3 separate regions of the Mus musculus genome follow, and all the other regions are linked to region 2. The links are chromatin contacts, called in public HiChIP or PLAC-seq maps. All regions are on one chromosome and are shown on one strand. Each heading gives the region's core, a stretch centred on a gene start, on an enhancer-like site or on the middle of the called end of the contact. The rest is flanking DNA. Distances are from core to core; before and after follow the strand shown. Region 1 holds the start of 2610035F20Rik (RIKEN cDNA 2610035F20 gene). Region 2 overlaps Clybl (citrate lyase beta like). Region 3 overlaps Gm5089 (predicted gene 5089).

Region 1 (2,741 bases), core at 128-2,627, 220 kb before region 2:
GACGTGGTTGCTCTGTTCCGGGCCGCCGACGTGCTCCACAGAGACGTGGGTCACCAGCTCGTGCATGGTGCTGAAAGTTTTGTTGCAGCTTTTCTTGGGATTGCTTAGCTGCTCCGGGTCGATCCACTTGCAGATGAGCTCTTGCTTGATGCACTGCTGCCGCATGTAGCGGAAAAAGGCACCAGGGTGGTGGTGGTGATGGTGGTGGTGGGCTGCGGCCGCTGCCATGTTCATCCCCATGTTCATATTCATAGGGCCGTACTGGTTGTGGAGCTGCGCCGCCGAGTAGGGGTCGGTCCGCGGGCTGGCCACTTGGCGGTATTGCTCCGAGCGCCCGAACACCTCGCCCGGCAGCCCTAGGCGCATTTGCCCATTGAGCACGTTCTGCGAGGCGTGCGGCCCGTGCTGCTCCGGGAGGCCAGGGAAAAGAAGGTGGCCCTGCGCGTCCGAGTGCGCGTGGTGAAGGCCGCCGGCGCCGGGTCCGAAGAGCCCGTGCTGCCCGCCTCCCGGCGCCGAGTCCCCGAAGCCCCGGCTGCGGAACAGGAAGTCCCGGGTGGAATTAAAGGGAGGCCCCGAATAGGAGCCAACGTGTGCGGCGTGGGGCCCTAGAGCCGCGGCCGCAGCGGCTGCAGCAGCCGAACCCGGGTAAGCACCCGGACCTTGCGACGTGAACGCCGAACTCTGACCAGGAGACAGTTCGTGTGCCCCGGGGTTGAGCTTGAAGGCGCCCATGTGCGCCGCGGCCGAGTCCACGAAGCCGTTCTGAGCTGCCGCCAGGCTCAGCTCGCGGTCCTGCATCTCGGCCGCCGCAGCCGCCGCTGCCGCGGCCGAGTGGTGGTGGTGGCGCGCGAAGCTGCCCACCCCGATGGCCGGGAACTGCGGCCCCGCGTCCAGAAGCATGGCCAGCGCGCCCGGCCGCCCCGCCGGCGCCGGTGAACCCCGCCGCCTGGATTTCCTCTTCGGATCGGCGAGGCGCGTCCTCTGGACGCCCGGCTCCGTGAACCGGCGGTGGAAATACTGGCGACTGCAGTCTCGGGAGCCGGGCTGGTGCGCCCGCCGCCGCCGCCTGTATCTGCCTCAGGCGGCCGGGCACCGAGCGAAGGCGCGGAGAGGAAGAGGAGGCGGCGGCGGAGGAGGCGCGGGAGGAGGAGGTGGAGGAGGAGAAGAGTCCAAAGCCAGGCGGAGAACCAAAGTGTATTAAAGGAGCTGCGGCGGGGGCGGGCGGGCAGGGCAGGGGAGGGCGGGCGGGAGGAGGGAGCGGAGGGAGGTGTGGGGAGCGGAGGAGAGGGGGGCCGCCGGAGGGCGAGCTCAGCGCCGCGGCCCCCACCCCTGCGCGCCCCCGCGCGCGCACGCACGCACGCACTCACTCGCTAGCTGCCTTGTACTGCCGGCGGACCAGGAGCCTGGCTGAGATCAGCGGCATCCGCCGAATGAAGTCAACGCGGCTGCGGGGCCACAGTGCCCTAGGGCAGTGGCTGTGCGCACACAAGCTGGCAGGGAGCGGACAGCAACAAGCTCCGCCAGCCCCAGAGCCTGGCGCACCCGCCGCTCCACCTGATCTCCGCAGGGGCGCTGGGCAGCCGGGAGGAGGAGGCTAGGCGTCGAGTCCACGGCGCTCTCGGGTGGCCGCTCCCTCCCCCGAGGCCTTGCTCACGCCGCCCAGAGCGCTGCCGGTATTGTTCGGCTTCGCGGTTGCTGCGGGGGTTTAGCCCTCTTGGCCCTCCGAGCTTGGCATTGGCGACGCCCGGAGTAGTAAACTTGCAGCGGTCACGAATTCCCCTAGATGAAGGAAACGGGCGCGTCGTCCCCTCTTTCTTTAAGTTGGGCTGGAGGAGGAGGGAGGGGGAGGAGCAGGGGAGGGGGGGACTGTGGGAGGGGAGAAGGCGAGGAGGGGGAGGGGAGCAGGGTGAGGCTAGTCTGAAAAACAATAACAACAATAAAAAAGTGTTCTCTGGTTCTCCCCCTTCCTCCAGCCGATCTGTTCTGGGCGCTAGTCCGGGAATGAGTGCTCGCATCAGCGAGGACAGAGCGAAGTCCTCGGCACAAGCAAATGCTAGGAGGCCAACACGAGTTCTTCCTCTCTCGCGGCTGCAGTGGGCAGCCTTCGCCACCGCCTCTGTTTATTTCGGTGGGCGCTGAGGCCGCAGCAGCAGCCTTTTATTTTTTTATTTTTTGTCCCCTCCTTTTCCTCTCCCCTCCCCCGCGTACCCGCCGGGTCTCCCGCCCGGGTATCCCTCCCTCCTTATCCAAGGCTCGGCCTCCTGGTCACACCGCCCCTTTAACGGGGACTCCCGCCCATCCCGCCCTCCAGAAACCGCTATTGGCCATCACGGCCTCGTCAATCCTTCGCCCAGCCCGCCCCACCTTCCCTGAGCCCCGCTTGGGTTGTGCAGCTGCAGCAGCGGCCCAACGCACCCATAGACTGGGCCTGCCAGCATGCAGGGTTTCGTTCGCGCGTCTGGCTCTGTGGCTCCCGTCACCAGCCGGCTAATTCAAGAGTTCAGCTGCGAGCCTAACGCGGTGCCAGGTCTATGGGTCTTGTCCCCTTCCGCCCGATCCTGCTCCCGTATACTTTGTCAGAGGCCACCAACTCCCCAGAGATTGCATCCACTACCAAAGTACACCGAAAAATCCGGGAACTCTAGTCCAAAGCACCCTTAGCTATAGAGTCACCAAGCCCGAGACCCTGAGGGAGCGAAGAGACTTTTCCTGACAAGGACAGGTCTTTCCCAGTCTGGACA
Region 2 (3,029 bases), core at 56-2,555:
AATCACAGACTGTAATACCCTGTGACTATCTTGATTTTAAAAATTCAGTTTACAAATATATACCAATATTTTTCTCACGTTTAATCAGTCCCCTACTGCTTCAGCATAAGAGTTAAAATAACCTAAACAGCTTCTTGAAGCACACAGCAAGTCTGTTACATGGATCTGGGAAACGACCACAAAAAAAAAAAAAAAAAAAAAAAAGAAGAAGAAAAATAATTAGTCAAAAACCATACGAAACAGTATAAGGCATAGTTCCTAGGTTCTAGGAACTGATCATTTTTTCCTGGGAAAATTTTACTTTAAAGCAACTCTAAATGAAAATGCATATAATTAAGGGAGCGACCATCGCTTCAAACAGATTGACTGTCTTTAACAAGCTTCTCTCCTTCTAGCTACTCAGATATGCTATATTTCCTAATTATCACCTTTTAAGGGCCATCTGGGCCCATTCCTCCCCATCAGGGGGCAATTCCATTTGCATTGTTCCTGGGCTTAGTCATGATCAAGCAGTCTGGTGGTAAAGTTCATTAGAAATGAGAACAGACGCATTCAACCCAACACAGTAAACCAGGTATGGGATCCTCAGTGCCCGCAGGAGAGATGAGAAACACACATTCGCGTTCCCAGAGACCTAACGAGTCTTTACCACACATTTTATCCAAGTGATTCAAGAGCACTTTCAGCCTGACCAGGTACGGAATGAAAACTTGATTAAGCCTCCTCACACGGGCAAACGTATTTCTCAATTAAGGCAAGAGAACTAGAGTCCCTTATGTCTTTCGGCTGAAAAGTCTATTAAAACCCCTTTAATGGTCCCCTCATTCAGACCGCCATTCACAAGCAGTATACTACTTCCTGTAGAGAACACACAAGAATTATCCTAATTGTTATTCTCCACGAAGTGAACGCACATTACAGGAAGAAGCGTGTCCGACCCACAGACTGATGCCGACTTAACTACGGGTTTCAAAAAGTCATTCCCCCTTTGTCTTTGTCAGGGACCATCCCATATATTCTCAAGCTCCCTTGTTTGTTGTCTTGGCCCACGGATGTGTTGGCCAGTCTGGCAGCTGCTCCACCATAGAGCTGATTATAAAAAAGAGCGGCTAATTCAGGGCAGACCCGTGGAAGGTTCCCGCTTTCCTCCAAAGGTCTAACACATAAAACTCAGGAAATCGTTACCTGCCTCATCTTGCAATTTCTGCGCCTGGCTTGCAAAGGCCCTCTTAATCCTAGATGCCAGTCTCAGGAACTGGAGGAGGCTGGCGCCCCGCTGAGCACCACAGCCTCTTCAGCTACACCTTAGTCTTGCAAATGTCGACAGCTGCAGCCGGGCCCTAATCTATGCAAGGCAGGTGTAGCCCTGGGCTCTCTACGAGTGACCCTTTGGAGCTATTAGGGCTGGCGAGTTAAGGGGTTACTGTTCAAAAGAACTCTTCTGAGCCCCCTCGTTACTGAGGCCACTAAGCTTTTACGGAACAAGGGCTTGGTTCCTGTTTGTACCTTTACCCAGGTCGCCTCTGTCATCCTAGCTGGGGGAGTCAAATTGGCAGGAGTTCATCCTCAACTAATGTTATGTGGGTGAGAAAAAAAAAAAATGGTTCTATGGAATGTTTATCTGTGTTTTTAAAACTTCTCCCAAAGGCCAGATGGTTCAGCGGTTAGCCACACAGAGGACCCAGATTCTGTTCCCAGAACACATGTGGCGGCTCATGGCCATCTTTAACTTCAGTTTTAGGGGACCCGATGCCCACTTCTGTCCTCCCTGGCACTAGGTATGCAAGAGATGTATAGAACTTTGTGCAGGCAAAACACCCATACATAAATAAAAGTTGTATTTTGCTTTTTATTTTTGAGATTATAATACACAAACCAATTGAAATTACTTTTTGGTTCGGTTTGGTTTTCTGAGACAGCCCTGGCTGCCCTGGAACTGACTCTATAGACCAGGCTGGCCTCGGACTCATAGAGATTCTCCTGCCTCTGCCTCCCAAGGGCTAGAATTAAAAGTGTATGCCACCATCACCCAGCTTTAAAATAAGTTTAAAAAGTTTAATCACCTGGCGATTCTTCTACTTATTTATTTTATATATATGAGTGCTCTGTCTGCATGTACTCCTCCGTGCCAGACAGAAGAGGGCATCAGATCCTGTTAGAGGCGGTTGTGAGCCACCCTGTGGTTGCTGGGAATTGAACTCAGAAAAGCAGCCAGTGCTTTTTCTAAGCCATCTCTCTAGCCCCAATCACATGTCTTTTTAATTTTAATATACGTACAGATGTTTGTCTCTGTGTGTGTTTCTTTTAAGTTTTTTTTTTTAATAATTTATTTATTGATTATATGTAAGTACACTGTAGCTGTCTTCAGACACCAGAAGAGGGCATCAGATCTCATTATGGATGGTTGTGAGCCACCATGTGGTTGCTGGGATTTGAACTCTGGACCTTCGGAAGAGCAGTCGGGTGCTCTTACCCACTGAGCCATCTCACCAGCCCTCTTTTAAGTTTTTGTTTGCTTGTTTAACATAAAACAAAATACACCCTTACCCTAAACCCCTCTCTGGCAACTGATGAGGAGAAACCCGAGACAGAACTTCCTAAGCAGAGGTTCTCAACCTGTGGGTCGAGACCCCTTTGGGAGTTTCCCATCTCAGATATCCTCCATATCAGGTATTTACATTCTGATTCATAACAATAGCAAAATCAGCGACAACATAATTTTACAGTTGTGGGTCACTGCTACATGAAGAACTGTTTAAAGGGTCAAAGCGTCATGGAGGTTGAGAACCAGTTAGGACTAACCGTTAATGAAGAAATTCAAGAAGTCAGCAGGGCTTAGTGGATGAGACCAGCGAACACCACACCACCCACAGAAGCTAAGCCAGCAATTATCATCTCAAGCCTCAGCCCTCGAACCTCAGTCTCTCAGATTTCCCCTCTTTCTCTGAATGTGATAAAAACAAATGTATCTGAAGCCAAGGTTACTGTACCTCCAAAGTACTATGGGAAATGTAGCTCCAAAGATGACT
Region 3 (2,922 bases), core at 154-2,653, 180 kb before region 2:
ACAGCTTTTGTTCATAGGTACAAATTACTTATGAGCTACAAGCTTTTTCAATTAAGGTAATTTTAATTAAATTTACTTCATGCCAGATTATTTATCATCTCTGATATAAGTAGTGAATAACTGAGTGTATCCTGACTGCATATGAAGTGCACATGAGTGACCCTGACTGCATATGAAATGCACATGAGTGATCCTGTCTGCACATGAAATGTACATGAGTGACCCTGACTACACATGTAGTGCACATGAGTGACCCTGACTATACATGAAATGCACATGAGTGACCCTGACTGCACATGTAGCACCATGAGTGATCCTGACTGCACATGAAATGCACATGAGTGACCCTGACTGCACATGTAGCACCATGAGTGATCCTGACTGCACATGAAATGCACATGAGTGACCCTGACTGCACATGTAGCACCATGAGTGATCCTGACTGCACATGAAATGTACATGAGTGACCCTGACTGCACATGTAGCACCATGAGTGATCCTGACTGCACATGAAATGCACATGAGTGACTCTGACTGCACATGTAGTGCACATGAGTGACCCTGATTATAGGGTTTATGTTTGTCCCTCAGCAAGCAGCTCTATAGTGGGCAATGGAAAGGGGCGCTAGATGGGTGGCAAGAGAGGGTTGAGGGATCTGTTTGGGTTTCAAGTTCTGCCATCCTGAATGTAGATTTTTTTTTTTTTTAATCTGAGAAGGTTGCTATATCTTCCCAAATCAGATTCTCTGAGAAGTCAGGAATAAAAGGAATGGAAAGGGCTGGGGGTAGGGTGCCAGGGATTTAGGGTTTGATTCCCAACACCATGGCATGATTTATGGTAATTAAAATCTGGAAATAACTCAAACATATGTCAGTAAGGTACTGTTTGGATAATGTACAATCCAGTTACATAATCACATCTCCTGTAGGCAAATAGCAGTAAGGACACAATGTGTCAGATTGCCAAGAATCTGGATTATTAAATTTAAAAAATGAATTAAATAAATAAAAAATAAGAAAGCTGGAAGCTGGGTGTGGTGCCACACAAGTGTGACCTCAGCACGTAGGATGTGGAGGCAAGGTGAAAAGGCATTTTTCCTTTAAAGGAGGGGGAAGGAGGCAGAGGTGTGAGAGGTCTTGGAGGAAGTGAGCTAACTGTAGTCAATCCTCTAAAAAGCACAAAAATGCAGCCTCGCCCAGGTAGTTCTCTTGTTGACTAGAGCTGGGTCCCGAGGTTCTGCCCCGCAGTCAGTGTACTTTGTGCGCCTCAGAGATCCCACCACAAACTACACTGGGCATCGAAGGTGGAAGGGAAGGGGTTAGCTATCGAACAGGAATAAACCACCATGGGCAGTGGAGAGAAGAGGGGATAACTGGGTCCAGGAAAGCTGGTTCGCTGGACTGTTCGTCACCGCCCTCAGCTCCATAAAAGAGGCCTATGTGCACGGGGCGGCACGGCCAGCCCGAGGGAAAGGTTCTTTTCCGGATCCTTTCTCTGTATTTCTGGAAACCCAGCGGTGTGCACATTTCTCCAGGCATCTACTGGTAGAAACAAGTCCTCGGTGAGCCTGAACCACTGCCTTTTGCTACCACCTGACAGATAGCTTAGCCTGGTTGTTCCCTTGTAAAAAGTGCTCAGTCATCTATGAGGTGGAAGTCACCCTTGTAATGATGGCTGAGCACGTAAAAGGAGGAGCCAAACAAAGGTGGTGATGGCTGTGCTGAGCTGAGAATTGAATAAGAAAGCTTAGCCATTGAAGATTATTTATATGCTAAACCTTAGTGTGTTTTGTTATGCTTCTTTAGTTAAAAATAATAATTTCTGTTACCCGGCGCACACCTTTAATCCCAGAACTCAGGAGGCAGAAGCAGGCGGATTTCTGAGTTCGAGGCTAGCCTGGTCTACAAAATGAGTTCCAGGACAGCCAGGGCTATACAGAGAAATCCTGTCACGAAAAACAAACAAACAAACAAAAAAAAATTTCTGTTACTCTGTATGTGCATAATGAGGTGGAGGTAGGAGGTGGGGGGTCGCTGTGTGCAGGTCGCAACACGAACATGGATACGGGACAACTGTGTATTCAGTTCTCTCCCTCCACTTGTATGTGAGTTTCAGGGATCCAACTCTGATCATCAGGCTTCAGAGGCCTGCCTCTCATGGCCTACGTTCTCCGGCTTCCCCACTTCCAGAGTATTCCTAAGACATTGCCAGTACATGTTCAAACACATGAGTCTCTGGGAGAACATTCAAAATACAAACCATAATAATACACAGGAAATAATTAGGGTCAGCAAAATGGCTCAGTAAGTGAGGGGGCTTGCTGTCAAGGCTGGTGACCTGAGTTCAGTCCCTATGATGCACATGGTGGAAGGGGAGAGCTGATTCCCAAAAGTTATTGTCTGACCTTCACATTCACATCATGGCACATATACACAATACATATAATATATATTATATATTGTATATTATATGTTACATTATGATATATATTATAATAAGAAATATAAAAATAAGTTTAAAGGTTTGTGACAGAAAGAAGAGCAAGGGGGAGTAGCATGTTTCAGGCTCATTTCCTCCTATGGTGCCTCACAATCTGACCGGGTAGTCCAGGGAAGCAGAGTGCATTTTGGCAAAGGGAAAGTCAGTTTCTTTAATTACCATGCATCGAAGTTATATATACATGCAGAGGAAGTTGTGCAGCTATGTAGAGTGACCCTCTGGCCTCTGGTGGAAATTTTCTAACAACCACCAGGCACCTGAGTCTGTATTGTTTGCCTTCTAAGACAAAAGGAATCTCTTCTAAGTAGTTAGCGTAGGTTCCACACATTTTGGTCCTTTTCTCCTTTGTTTTATGAGACATCCAAAAGACTGAGAGATGAAGAACCACAAGGGGTGGTTAGCGCCTAAACATCACTTGAATG

The links. HiChIP or PLAC-seq counts read pairs in DNA pulled down with a chosen protein or histone mark.
Region 1: an H3K27ac HiChIP or PLAC-seq map of epiblast stem cells shows a contact between it and region 2. The contact joins the promoter of 2610035F20Rik here to the enhancer-like site in region 2. A contact is called at or near these places in 22 of 39 promoter capture datasets (the 3T3-L1 cell line, the HPC-7 cell line, HPC-7-derived erythroid cells and 11 more), 19 of 484 Hi-C or Micro-C datasets (cranial neural crest, differentiating embryonic stem cells, embryonic stem cells and 3 more), 27 of 115 datasets of contacts at active chromatin or transcription factors (craniofacial prominence, embryonic basal ganglia, embryonic brain and 11 more) and 2 of 9 other capture datasets (adipose tissue and liver).
Region 3: a contact with region 2 is called in an H3K27ac HiChIP or PLAC-seq map of embryonic stem cells, with 17 read pairs. The contact joins two enhancer-like sites. A contact is called at or near these places in 3 of 484 Hi-C or Micro-C datasets (embryonic stem cells and nephron progenitors), 13 of 115 datasets of contacts at active chromatin or transcription factors (craniofacial prominence, embryonic basal ganglia, embryonic forebrain and 7 more) and 3 of 9 other capture datasets (adipose tissue, liver and pancreatic islet).

Annotation. Positions count from the first base shown.
Region 1 is chr14:122,473,835-122,476,575 of GRCm38.p6, reverse strand. It overlaps 2610035F20Rik (RIKEN cDNA 2610035F20 gene), which reads left to right and starts at 1,377. Exons shown (of 5, transcript NR_045046.1): 1 at 1,377-1,673; 2 at 1,974-2,128. Zic2 (zinc finger protein of the cerebellum 2) reads right to left here and starts at 1,192. Exons shown (of 3, transcript NM_009574.3): 1 at 1-1,192. The coding sequence starts at 900.
Region 2 is chr14:122,253,942-122,256,970 of GRCm38.p6, reverse strand. The region is part of intron 1 of Clybl (citrate lyase beta like); the gene reads right to left. Among named protein-coding and RNA genes, the nearest start is that of 1700108J01Rik, 22 kb to the right of the region's middle. Within about 2 kb of position 1,305, at least 28 of the 459 cell types and tissues checked have an H3K27ac peak or open chromatin away from gene starts, as enhancers often do. A contact at or near this core is called in differentiating embryonic stem cells, embryonic forebrain, embryonic limb bud and 5 more, where this site is marked.
Region 3 is chr14:122,432,957-122,435,878 of GRCm38.p6, reverse strand. The region is part of intron 1 of Gm5089 (predicted gene 5089); the gene reads left to right. Among named protein-coding and RNA genes, the nearest start is that of Gm5089, 17 kb to the left of the region's middle. Within about 2 kb of position 1,403, at least 13 of the 459 cell types and tissues checked have an H3K27ac peak or open chromatin away from gene starts, as enhancers often do. A contact at or near this core is called in embryonic stem cells, where this site is marked.